Regions from separate parts of the Gossypium hirsutum genome. Here all the other regions are linked to region 2. The links are chromatin contacts, called in public Hi-C maps. All regions are on one chromosome and are shown on one strand. Each heading gives the region's core, a stretch centred on a gene start, on an enhancer-like site or on the middle of the called end of the contact. The rest is flanking DNA. Distances are from core to core; before and after follow the strand shown.

Region 1 (4,592 bases), core at 1,929-4,428, 550 kb after region 2:
CATGTGCATTCCCCATGCCCATGAAACCAGTCATTGTCAGCCCTTAAAGAGGGTCTTTTCCATCACTTACATGGCTTGAATTTGAGCCACGCTAGCTCTTAGAATCACCCTTTGTCGACCTTGAAGAAAACTGGAAACCTTTCTAATCAGATCATTGTTTGGATTGAAGTCATCTGTGTCAGACAAGATACATAGAAAAGCAGAACATTTACCATTGTTCCACTGATATTTTCAGAAAGAAAAAAAAATAGATGATTACTTCCCCTATTGTTAGCCCACTTGCAACTTCAAAAAGAGCTTTCTCTCGATTGAAGGAAACCTTAGGATAATTTAGTACAGCCTGAAACTGTTCTTTGTTTTAATAGATTCTCCTTGCCTCCCAATCTTTGGAGGGAATTAAACAAACTACATTTCTTTTGTATTTTTTTTTTCGTTCTTTTCTTTTCTTGATTGTATTCACATGATCTTTATCTCTTGGTCAAATTTGGGTTTTGGAATTCGTCACCTCAGCTCAATATATATATCATGGCAGGAAGCAAAGATTTTCACTGTCCGATGTAAAGTTTCTTGAGTTAATAACCTTTTAACATCAACATACTTACCAATAACAATAATTGGTAAATGGTAATATTAACTTTGGGCAAGTTTTTGGTTATGTAAGTATATTTATTTTATATAGATAATGAAGGAGATGGGGAAGAACAAGTCCACTACATTGTGAAAATCTGTCAAAGAAAATCATTATTGGTTAGAAAAGTAAGAGCATCTTTTCAATGTAAAGGCAAAATAAGCAGAGCATTTTCCTTGGCATTTAATTCGTACCAAGTTAAAGCAGGGTGTGTGTGCATCTGTCTTGTCCCATGGTAATTCAAAAGAAGGAACCCCTTAAGTCACCGGCTCACCGCCAGCCGTGCCAACCAACTTGTTCCTCGTGCCACTTAGCCCCCTAGCTAGCTATAGCTAACTTTAACTTCCCACTGCCATCCAGCCATTGTATTCTGTGGATCAAAGGACCTTTGCTTACTGACTTGATGCAACTCACCCATCAATAAAAAGTTTTTGGCTTTGATGTTCCCTCAAGTGCCTTCATGGAACTTATGGGGGGAGCTCCACCTTATCTGTTTCACATTAATTTATATTATATTCACGACATGAAAAAATCAATCTCTTTATGAAGTTTACATACGAGACTTTTTCCAAAGACACAGACAAAGTGGGTAGTGACTCGTGTCCTTGTCTCCACTCCAATATTCCCCCAAAGCATCAGTCAAGTGAACTAACCATGAGACGTAAATAAGTGTGCAAGTTTTGTTATCATCAAAACCACATGAAAAACTAATTAAATCCAAAGGGTGATTAACAATCTAAGTGAATCATAATTTCAGCCGAAAATTGGACCTAAACATAATATATATAAATAGTTAAATTGTGGGGTTTAAGTAAATTATAATTTTGTCACATCAATTTAACACTTTATCAATGGATTTCATTTTTCAATTACAAAATTGTGGATATCAGAAAAAAAAATGTTATGTTGTTTTAAGCAGCTCTTCCACCTCATTTACTTTGTTTTTTAGTTATAAAATCATAACCCAATCCCCTATTCTTTTGGCTTAAAATCCAATAGTGGAAAAGTTTATCTTAAGAGTGAAATGATGGAAATGTAGGAAACATTATCCAATCAAAAATTAGAAACTCTAATTTTTAATAAAATCAAGACGTCAACAATGACGACATATCCTCTCTTCTACTTCTGACCTTAAGAGATTTCTCCAACAACCTTAATATTCTTTCAAAAAGAAAAGATTGCTTCCCCGATGCATCTGTAATAATAATAATTCTTAATTCCCTTGAAAAAAAATGATAATACTTAATGAAAGTACTAACTAATCCCAAATTTTCATAACTTTTCTTTATGTTTTTCATTCGTCTCTCGAGCCACGATTGAGATATGGTTAAAAGTAGTCATGGGGTATTGGCTCATAGTTATAACCATTTTACAGACACATGGAAATAAGTGAAAATACCTCCCAATTGGACAACAATGGCTGACTAGAATGCCCAGATCCAGAGGCCAAACCTAATTTACCAACTTTGTTTATGGACTTCAATAGTGGCCAGCTTTGGGATCCCCAAACCCCTTTTAATTAACTTGCAAAATTATGTATTACTTGCTTGCTTACCACCATCACCCCTTATCACTTAATTTGGAAAGCCTACCAATCCTAGTTTTGTCTAAGGAGATCACAATTAAGAGAATGATTTATTTTAGGTTTTAAGTTAAAATCAGGATAATTATTTCTTTTACAGCTTTAAAAAAAAAATATCATCCTTATCTCATGCACAGAACTTACATGAAAGAATATCATAGAGGTGTGTTTGATAAATTATAAAAAAATTTCAACATTTAATATTTTAAATTTATTTAGTAATTATTTTAATTTTTACTTAATATAAAATTTTAACCAAAAAGTATTGAATAAGGTAAGAAGATATATAGCTACTTATTACTTGAGGTAGAAAATATTAAATTGATTTTATTTTATTAAAAATTGAAATAAATTATTAGTTTTTAAATAAGATATTTAAATTGTCGTATTTATTTTCATTTAAAATTATCTAAAATAATATAAAATATTATATTAATAAGATTAAAATTAAAAATAAATAATTTTTTAAAAATCAATATTTACTTTTATCAAACAATATAATTATAGTCCGTATTTATATTTACTAATTTTTTAAATAATTTTTTGATATAAATTCAATACTTATAAAATTTAACAATAAAAATTTAATACATAATTTTTTCACATTTAAAATTTTCAATTAATCAATCACATCCTAAAACTTTAACCAAACCATGTATTATATAGTGAAAAAAAAACGATGAACTTTTGAAATTTAGGGTTTTGTTGTCTAACTTTATCCACTTGTTGGACGTGGGGATGGCAAATTTGGTTGACAGAATTTTCCAAACTAGTTCAATGATACAGTTTAGATGTGACAGTATTTCTTATTGTCTCAAACTAGTGTACCAAATTGTAATACTATAATGGTATTGTTGTTATTCATAAGAACGTGATGTCCAATATTGGAAACAAAGGTCTTATGGTAAACAAACAACTGCTAACTAGTCCTACTCTTAACCCTATAAATAAACCACATCACTTCCTTAACTCATCCATTACTTCTCTCAGGGATCACCCGTTTCTCAATTTAAGTGAAAGCCAGAGGAAAAAAAAAACACACCCGAAAAGCTAGAAAGAAAGAGAAAATGAGCCAAGATTATGAAATGATGACAAGCCAAATGAATGAACATGAAGATCATATTGCTCTTATCTCCCAAATCTACCCTGGATTTTACACCCAAATTGCAACACACCAAGGTACTGATCAATGTGGCATGGACTTAAAACCACAAACATATTTATTCTTGCATTGTTTTATAATTAAGCCAGGCTTTTGGTTGAGCAGGGGAACCGAAGCCTCGACGGCGGCGGAAGAAGAACAAGGGAGGGGAGAACAGCCAGTGTGCGGTGGCTAAAAAAAGGAAGCTTAACCAGGAACAAGTCACTCTCCTTGAACTTAATTTTGGTAACGAACATAAACTAGAGTCAGAAAGGAAAGATCGGATTGCTTCAGAGCTGGGACTTGACCCTCGTCAGGTTGCTGTTTGGTTCCAAAATCGTAGAGCTCGTTGGAAGAACAAGAAGCTGGAGGAAGAGTATAGCACGCTCAAGTCTCTTCACGAAACTGTTGTTCTCGACAAATGCCGACTTGAATCCGAGGTATGTAAATATACATATATCTTTTATTTCCCAAATGAAAATCATTTTAACTTGCAAAAAAAGAAAAAATCCGGTTTTAATCACACTTGTAAGTTTATTTGGATGTTTAAATGCAAACCCTTTGTTTTTCTTATATTTTAGACATAATTCCTTGTGGTTTCTTAGAACCAAACAGGAAAAAATATGTATGTTTTCAGAGATTAAATAATTAAAAAAATAATTCAAACTTGAGGAGGCGTTTGTTGGAAGGAAATGAAACTAATTAAGGAAGTAGCAGCGTCTTTGATCTTTATCTTTTTGATAAAAAAAGATACGGTGACCCACCAATATCAGAACATGCACGAGCTCAGGGCTCGAAGAAAGCCATGTCATGTACTTATGTTGTTGGGTTTAAGCTATTAAAAATATCAGTTAATGAGATCATAAGTTTATGTTCAATTAAAAGAAAGTGGGAAACGATATTCTTGGACAAAAAAAGTGGGATAACATTGACAAGGAACAACAAACAGCCACCTCATTGCACAACAAAAAGTAGTTGAAAATGTTTTCCAATGAAAAACAGAGGGTCCACTTCCATACACCATACTGTCTTGTGGCAGGGGTTGGGCTTAGCCGAAGCCCACTTTTACATTCAATTTAAATTTGTTTCTTTGGTTACAATTATAGGTGGTAAAGCTTAAGGAGCAACTTAGCGAGGCGGAGAAGGAAATCCTGCAACTAACGGAACGAGTAGATGGGGTTTCCAGCAAAAGTACAAGCTCATCTGTACTGTCAATGGAAGCCATTGATCCAGTTTTCCAT
Region 2 (4,372 bases), core at 343-2,842:
GTCACAAAGTGGAAATCTCTGTTGGCTCAACTTGAAAGAAACAAAAATTGACTCAAATTCGTACCAGTAATTATGACTATGAAGGATGATGAAAGCAAGTAAACAATAAAAAGTGATTAATGCTTATGTCAGGTCAAGTTGAAGCCCATCTTTATCATATGAGGCCATTCCAACCTCTATTCCTCCACCAACCATTTTCCTTGTTCGACAACGCCACCTTTCCGCTCAATAGTTTCGTACATCTCCTCAAATCTAAACATCCAAACACATCTTCCCCAATTCGTTGCCCATTAAAACATAACTCCCATCATCACCCCTCGCCCTCTACCAACTCAAAAGTTGGAGAATATGCATGCAAAACAAAATGTAGAAACATCCAAGGGCTTTATTTATAAAAGCCCAGGAGATTAACTGTGAAAAAAAAGTTGTGATATTTGTGGTCATACTGTAGAAACATCCGAGGGATTTATTTATAAAAAATTTGGGTCCTTCAGTTCAATTCTCAGAAACCATCTCAAATGTGATACGTTTTTAGAGACCTGTAGTAAAAAAAAAATCCTGTTGAAATTAGCAGAAAAAGAAACCCAGAAAATCAGTTTTCGGTAGCTTCTAATGCTAATAATAAGTGAATTGAATTCGGGACCTACTTTTCATCACCATCACCATAAGCATGTAATTTTAATGTATACATATATGCTATCGTTGTAAGCCAAAACATAAATAAGATCTTATCTGCTTTCAATATAAAATTTCAAGAGATAATAAATAGACAAAAAAATTTATCTACCTGTTCCGATCGTAAAACGACGATGTTTCCTAATACGACGACGGTTCCTGATTCATCTAGCAATTTCGCAAACTGCAATCCTTGTTCATGATCCGAACAACTTTCTCCGCAAATCCGAAGAAAGTCGGAATAAGAAATCCAGATTTTCCCTGTCTCTCTCAGCTTCGTTTTCACCACTTCCAACTGCGCCACCTTTAACAACTTCTTCGCTTCCCGAACGGACAGTGCAGGCAGCTCCGAAACCGCCGATTTCGCCTCCAAGTGCGAGCTCAACCCGTCTAACCGGATGCGATCCCTGGACACATCGATTTCCCTTAATCTCTCCATTAAATTCTCCCCCATCGGTAACTTCCTCATCGCCGGTGAAGCCATAGATCCTTTATGAAGAAACCGCCTGAACATGCCATGGCCGTTACCCTTAGCATCTACTGGATCCACCGTCATACCGGTTGCTGCTTTCCCCGTTTTTCTTGCGATCCGCTTCTGAACCGTCGGTGAGGAAATCCGGCAGTTAGTAACAGCTTGCGAAGAAATTTTCGAAATATTAAAAAGCTTCTCTGCCAAGGTTTTCCTCAACGCCATTGCTAGAAATTAAAGAAGCTAACTAATTATCAAAAAGTTGTTGTTGTTGTTGTTTTTTTTTTTTTCTGGGGTGGGGGGGATAGAGTTTAGAAGATTTGAAAGCTTTGCTCGCTTGGTGTTGGCACAATCAATGAAGGTTTTGGCCCGTTTTATAGGGTCCAACAATGGAGGAAGATAAACAGAAAAATAGAAATTTACAAAAAAAGAATGAAAATAACGCGAGAATTTGAGAGATTTGAAAACATACTTCGCACTTTAGATTACTCCCTGCCTTACATTTTCGAGCATGCTTATAGGATCATCTCGTTAGGGGCGATTCTTTTCAATTTATCGGAACGAGAAATTGGAGAACCGATTTCACGAGAGGAAATATCGAAGAGCATGAGCTAATCACACTACACGTGGAGGGTTGAGCTTGAACTACAAATGACCTTTTGAACCGTCAGATCATATGAAAATTTATCATTCGCGCCTTACCTGATGTTGACTTTCATTTTGTAATTCATAAATACTGATTTGTTGAACACGTGTAACATTATTAGCGGAAGAAATCTAGAAGGTGAGAATAAATAGAAGGGTTTGGATTACATGGGAAAATTTCTGTGTGTTTGACGGCAGCTAAGACAGAAGTGGAAAGCAAATCAAGTTTCCTTTTTGGGGTTGGATGGATGAATATAAACGTTCACACAAACGTGTCGCCACATATATTTTGGTATTTATGTAATAAACAAAATCTTTAAAGTTGTTTGCGTTCACGATAAATCCTCAACATTTTATTTTATTTTTCTTTGGGTGACAAAAATTTCGTCAAGGAGTTGATATAACGATTGCCACCTGGTGGCTGTAAGATAATAATAATAAAAAAAAAACAGTATCACAGTCAAAGCATTTGAGGAGTTAATAAAATATGAAAAAGATTTGATGGTTAAAACAAATTTGAAATATTCGTTTTTTATTCACTTTATAATCCCTTAATTATTGAACATTTTAACATAATTATAGCTCACGACTAATTCTAACTCAAATCCTCCCAAGCATTTGTAATCCGACCATATTCTTTTGGTTTTATTGTGGGGAGAAACATATATTCAACCATTCCAAATTGATTCAATATTTACATATCAGTTCTAAAGTGGCTAAATTTATTTTGATCTAAATTTAAAAATGTTAACTTAAATCATTTTAATAACGATTAATGCTAATGATAATAATTTAGATGTACAAAACAATATTATTTGAAACTAAAATAATAATGAATGTGACAAAATTATTTTCCTTATCCATCAAATGAAGCTTAAGTAATGTAAATGTTTCAAGACAGCTTCATGAATATATGTTATTTATTTAAGGATAAAGAAGAAATATAGGAAGGTGATGTGGTGCTTAGATTTTCTTTTTGTTGTTCTTCGAATGCTGGGGTTTAGATTAGATCCATAACCAAATTTGATTCTAGATTCAACACTTATTTTAAAAGATAACATAAAATAAAAAAGAATTTAATCACATGATTAATGTTTTCATCTTAAAAAATACATCTAATTTTCTGCATAATTTAAGATAATATATTAAAACTTTATTTTATATTAATATTAACCTATCAACTTAACCAGATAACTCCTAAATAAGTAGTTGGATCACAATGTTTAAAAGTTTTCTTCAACAATATTTTAAGCAAATCCAACTGATTATAAAAATTATTTTAGGGCACATTTATGAATAAATTAATAAAGTTTAATTTGGTTGAAATTACGGTTTTAGGGATTTTGATATCTTTTTTCTAAGATTGTTATTCTACACGCTGTGAATTTTATTTTTTTTAACTTTCTATGGGTATAATATTAAGAAAAAGAATTAATGGATTGACAGATGTTACTTTTTTTAATACAACTTTTGGAGTTCAAAATATTTTATTATTAGTGTACCAAATGATTTTTATGATTATTATTTATTATTGCTGTCATTCAACTTAATTAGAAAATACATAAAAATCAAATTATATAATAAATATATATTTAATATTTTTTTCATAATTTAATTGTTAACCAAAAAAATAAAATTATCTAGGCACTTGCCAGCCATTAAAATGGGAAAAATAATTTTTATATTTTTATAAAATTATAAATTAATAAATAATGAAATTAATTCTTTAAAAATTATAAAGACATAAATTAATGCAATTATGAAATTACATTTTAATTATTATAAAAATACATAACTCAATTCTTATCCAAAATAATTTCTAGCTTCACCCCTTTCCTTACTAACCCATTCTCAGTCACCATTTCTTAAACCAAATCAAAATTGGAATAAAAATAATAATAGATTAATAAATAAAAATTATAGATCGTAATTAGAATTAAAATTCATTATCCATTCCTTAACTGCTAACTAAAAGATGAAGATTGGAAGAAAGGTATATAATGTCTTATCATAATGAACATATAAATGAGTTGGGCTCTTCATTTAAAATGTGTGAAGAAAAAGATTAATTCCCTATAAATTATTACTAATATTAAATCTAATTAATTTCTTGACCTTATTTAGGGGATGGAGTGGGAAGAGTATGATTTCCCTCTATCACACTTTCAATGCTTCTGCCCTCCACTATTTAGGTCCCAAGATCCTTTAAATTTGAGGTAAAATTAAATTACTCTTGAAAACCTACTAAAGTTTTAAGAAACCGTGTTTCTTATTTTTTGAAAAAAATAATTATGTAAATAAGTTTGGATATATTTTTGGTGATCCTAATGGATCCAAATTGAAGTTAACCCAACATATCATTATATCATTCACCATCATATAATCATATAAAAGTGCAAAATCACTTTCCACCATCTAAATTTAACATATTTCGCTTAATTTTAATATATTCTCGTTCAACTATAACATAATTGATTTCTAATATTATCAAAATTTATAATATTTCAAAAGGGGAGAGATTATTGGTATATTTTCAAAATTTTAATAATATTTCAGTAGTTATAAGTAAACGTTATAAATATT
Region 3 (4,629 bases), core at 1,652-4,151, 510 kb before region 2:
TGTTTGTTTTCCCTTCTTTTCCTATACTCAATTGACTGGCCGGGGAGCGCAAACAAGAACAAAAATTACAGTATGGAAAAAGAGTGGAAAATGAAAGCATAACGCCTTTCCCAGAGTCAACCAGGTTATTATATATATATGGTTTTCCCTGAAATATTGCTATGATGGGTATGGATCTCTCGGGTAGCAGTGGCTTCAACGATTTTGATACGTAATATGGTGGGCTAATGGTCACCTTCCAAATCAGAAGGGACGTCGCTTCACGATTGAGTGCATACCCTTAATAGTAATCTCTCATGTCTTCCACCAAACCAGGTTGAGTACTTAAACACACCCACCAATCCAATGAGTATGACACGAAATTATGAAAATATTTAAAAAAAAAAGACAAAGTGAAAAGGATAATCAAACTCTACCAACTAGATCCTGTATAACCCTATTGCACCAGCCGGCTTTGCTCTATCTGGTTTTTTTTTTTGTTTAAAATATTCTTATTCGTTACTGTGCTGTGGTGCTGATGTTTGATTTGAAAATTAATGGAGGTATTCAAATAAATGATCGGAGGACAATTAAAAAAAAAAAAGATTGGGTCTTAGTCAGTTGAAGAAGAGAGTGGAACTATGAAAGAGAAAATAGGGGAATAGAGAAAGAGATTACATGCCTCATCAAGCATGGATAACAGTTTGACCTTCCTTCTTTGGTGTTCAATTCTATCAGCCGCTGATAAAGGAGGGAGATCCTTTGTTGATGAAGAAGAACCACCACCACCTGCACATCCGCTACTAACAGGATCAGAACTAGGGTTTGTGTTGTTTCTACCGAACTTATTCTTCTTGAACTGGCCTCTTCCAACACTGCAGAATTCTTCCAACAATTCTTGAGCTGCTTTAACGTACTTTGAATTTCTTAATACATTGACCATTCCTAATGAGGATCCGAACCCAACATGATGAACCTGTTGGTTTTGTCCCACTCCGCCTTGCAGATGCATTGTCTGATGATGACTGCCCAAATTCCTGTACTGATGAAACTGAGCAGCCGAACCCCCTCCTTGATTATAGTACAGTAAACCCCCGTCTCCCATCCTTAATTCTTCAGCTTTAGCAGCCTCCAAGTGTTGCAAAGAAGATGATAAAGATAGTGAAAGACCTTGGCCTTCCACAACACTTCCAATTTCATTTTGGCTGCTGAGTTGGGAATCAGTGTTGTTGCCTCCTTCATGAGCACTACCAGGAACCCAAGTAAATTGAGGTGGAGATAGAACAGTACTTGTTCCGAAACCCCCTCCAGGACCTGATACGTTAAACCCTTGAAGAGAAGTAGATGGATTTGGAAGCAACATGTGAAGAGTATTAGAAGAAGTTGCTGGAGGAGGTGGAGGAGGAGATGGTGATCGTTGCTGCGGATTCATCAAGAAAAGATGCATGGCAGCTGCTGAGTCGGCATTAATGCTTGGTAGCTGCTGCTGCTGCTGATGCTGTTGAGCTAAACTGTCACGGGTAATGTGACTCTTTGATTCACCTAACTGTCCCAAACCCCCAACAACACCTTGCCTGTTGCTATACCACTCGTTGGTATTACCTTGGACTGGCCGGTGTGCTCGATAATTCGGCTGTACATGCTGGTCTAGTAACTCGGCCGAGGCAGTGGCGGCAGCAGCGGCAGCAGCCGCACCCGAAGGGAAATTGAACATTTCGGATAACATACCTGCGGTTTCATAAACAGGGAGAGAAGTTGATTCTTCCTCTTCTATCCCTACTAATGGTGGAGGTGGCGGCTCAAAGCCTTCAACTCTTAGTTTATCTCTCCGGATCTGCTGTTCTAAGTGCTGTTGCTGCTGCTTTTGGTGTTCTTGGTGGCTTACGGCTGATCTCTCGAATCCATTCGAGAAGCTGAAGATGCCAGCTGCTTGATGGTAATCTTGGGACATAGAATTAGTAGAATTGTTGCTCTTGTGTTGAATTGGGATTTGATGGTGAATTTTTTTAGAGGGTTGAGATTCTTGAGAAAGAATTGATGCGACGAGTGGTGGCGTTGCTATTCCCATATCAGCATCTTCTTCTTCATCATCATATCCTTTTTCTTTATTTACCTCTCTCCCTCTATCAAATTCCTTCACCTTCTTGCTGTTTCAATTATGAATCGGTAACCCACATAGAGAAACAAATAACACCCATCATAAAAAAACAAATCACTCTTATCAGGGGAAAAAAAAAGAACAAAGAAAAAGGAAAGATAGGAACAGAGAGGATCAAATTCTCTCAGTTAAGTGAAGGAAAAAAAGAAAAAAAACTGGTGTAAGGGATGAAACAAGTCTATGTTGATTATGTTTTGGATGTTTTTGTAACCCTTTTGATCATTTTCAGCTATATATGAGAGAGAGAGAGAGAGAGAGAGTGTGTGTGTGTATATATAGGCAGACCTTGTTAGAGTTGCAGCAGCATATGAAAGGATATAAAGCTCTTATAGCTAGACATATCCCTTCCGTGTGTTATTATTGAAAGATTCTTCAATTCCCTCCCTCCTTTCTTTTCATTTCCTTTCATTTGCTTTCTCACTGTGTATGTGTGTAGTCCTCCGTCTGTCGTCTCTTTCTTTCTCTTTCTCTCCTTTTCCTTCCTTGCAGTAGTGACTAGATATTATTTTTCACCTCTTGAATATTCCCCTGGTGAAACTATATGAATATAAGGGGAGAAAAGAAAAGAAGTAAGAAAGGAATGAAAATGGAGGCTGATCTGAGAAAAACAGATAATTCACTTTCACAACAAAACATATAGAAATAACCTTAGCCTCCTCAAAGACACAGAGGTGAGAGAAAATAAGAAACAAAAGGGTGGTCGCTATTCTTTTCTCCTTCACCACTTTTCACGCTGCCAATATTTTTATACTAATTATTATTATTATTTCCTTTTTTTTTCTTTAAATTCACAATTAGGTTTAATGAATCATAATCAAGGACTTGAGTTTTAGTTTATTAGATATATTTTCAATTTACAAAAATAACCTTAACTACAAATTTTAGATTGCGGGTATAAATTTATTATTCAACCCGGAGAAAAATAAAATGTAAAAAACCGAATAATTTGGGTAGATGTAGAAATTAAAAATGAATAAGGTTGAAAAAAAAGTCTGACTATTACTATAATTTTAATTGACACGCAAGCTATGGAATAAAAGAAAGATAAGGTTAGTACAAAGTCATCTCAATCATCTAAACTACCACCATCCTGTATATGGTAAAATGACTAAACTGCCCCAGTTGATTATTTTATATTCATCAACAGCAATAGTTGGTAAGGGTAAAAATATCATTTCGGGAAGCCATATTTTTTTTATTATCCAACTTTCTTTTGTATGAAAATAATAATAATAATAATAATAATAATAATATCTGATATTATAAATAAAACAATATAATCAAATGTTTAGCGGTTAATTGAAACAAATTTATAGGTGGAAGGCGTATTGTTTAGTGAATGAAATTATTTTTATGGCATTAAAGATGTTTAATAAAAATAAGATAGAAGGGCACGTGCCGAAGGCTGGCGATGAAGACAAGTTAGGTTTTATATAGGGGTTGTAAGGTCTGAAAACCACACTTAACTGCTTTCTGGTTTGGCAATGTCAAGATGGACATGTTTCATTAATCTTTTTCTTATGTCTTTTATTTTTCTACTTATGTTTACATTTTTATTTAAAAATCATCAGCTCCATTAAATTTGTAATATGCCTTCGCTTTCCTTTTTCTCGTATTTAAGATTAACTGTTAATACAAAAATCTTTATATTTTTAATCAAATATATGTTTGGATAGAGATTAATATTAGAAAGGAAATACAACTGTTATTGATTAATTACCAAATTCAGTTTTATTCTTATATTTTATTTTAAAACTATATATTATATTCTTAGCGTTGAATATATATATATTTATTTATTTATTTTTTATAAATATTTTACTATATTCTTAAACAATACTTGTCAACCCTTAATCTTATTTGTGATGTATATATCAAATTATTTTAACACTTAAATTATATATAATAGGTACCCTAATTTAATGAACAATGTTCCCTCAAACTTTGTCTAGATATATAAGTACCAAGGGATTTTCCATCATCTGAAAATGCTATTTAACTAATTAGTGTTTCAGCTAAGATTTGACAATATACAAAGTAACTTAATTTATTAGTTTTCTTGGTCTACACGTGTGGGCTTTTTATATTTGCAATGATTACCCAAAGAGTGAAAAAAAGAGAAACAGAAGAGCTGGAGACAATAATTGTTTAACAATAATTAACCTTTTATAGTTTCTAAAAATGTATACCTTTATTTTTAATTATTGTTATTTATCAATGATAATGATAAATTTTAAATTATATAAGAAAATATAATGTTAATTTTTTTAAAAAATTAAAATTAAAATAAAACAATCTGCATCAATTATAATAGTATTTCATGATAAATAGGAAATAAATTTAAACTAAATTAATAAACATATTTAATAAAAGTGATTGAAAAATAATTGGTGACACTTGATTTTCTTTTCAAAGCAAACTCACATATAATTCTAACACATTAATGCTAAAATATTCATTTTTTAGCAATATTTTTTTTAGATATTACTTGA

Evidence for each region. Hi-C and Micro-C count contacts between places; a contact is called where the count stands out from the background.
Region 1: a Hi-C map of leaf shows a contact between it and region 2, with 1.9 times the contacts expected there. The contact joins the promoter of LOC107896489 here to the promoter of LOC107896507 in region 2. A contact is called at or near these places in 4 of 34 Hi-C or Micro-C datasets (all in leaf).
Region 3: a contact with region 2 is called in a Hi-C map of leaf, with 1.9 times the contacts expected there. The contact joins the promoter of LOC107958514 here to the promoter of LOC107896507 in region 2. A contact is called at or near these places in 7 of 34 Hi-C or Micro-C datasets (hypocotyl, leaf and petal).

The regions. Positions count from the first base shown.
Region 1 is chrA11:27,743,698-27,748,289 of Gossypium_hirsutum_v2.1, reverse strand. LOC107896489 (homeobox-leucine zipper protein ATHB-40) reads left to right here and starts at 3,178. Exons shown (of 3, transcript XM_016821676.2): 1 at 3,178-3,389; 2 at 3,478-3,791; 3 at 4,458-4,592. The coding sequence starts at 3,278.
Region 2 is chrA11:28,290,146-28,294,517 of Gossypium_hirsutum_v2.1, reverse strand. It overlaps LOC107896507 (calcium uniporter protein 2, mitochondrial), which reads right to left and starts at 1,592. Exons shown (of 2, transcript XM_016821690.2): 1 at 788-1,592. The coding sequence starts at 1,369.
Region 3 is chrA11:28,805,052-28,809,680 of Gossypium_hirsutum_v2.1, reverse strand. LOC107958514 (BEL1-like homeodomain protein 4) reads right to left here and starts at 2,901. Exons shown (of 6, transcript XM_041081778.1): 1 at 2,785-2,901; 2 at 2,423-2,674; 3 at 662-2,126. The coding sequence starts at 2,047.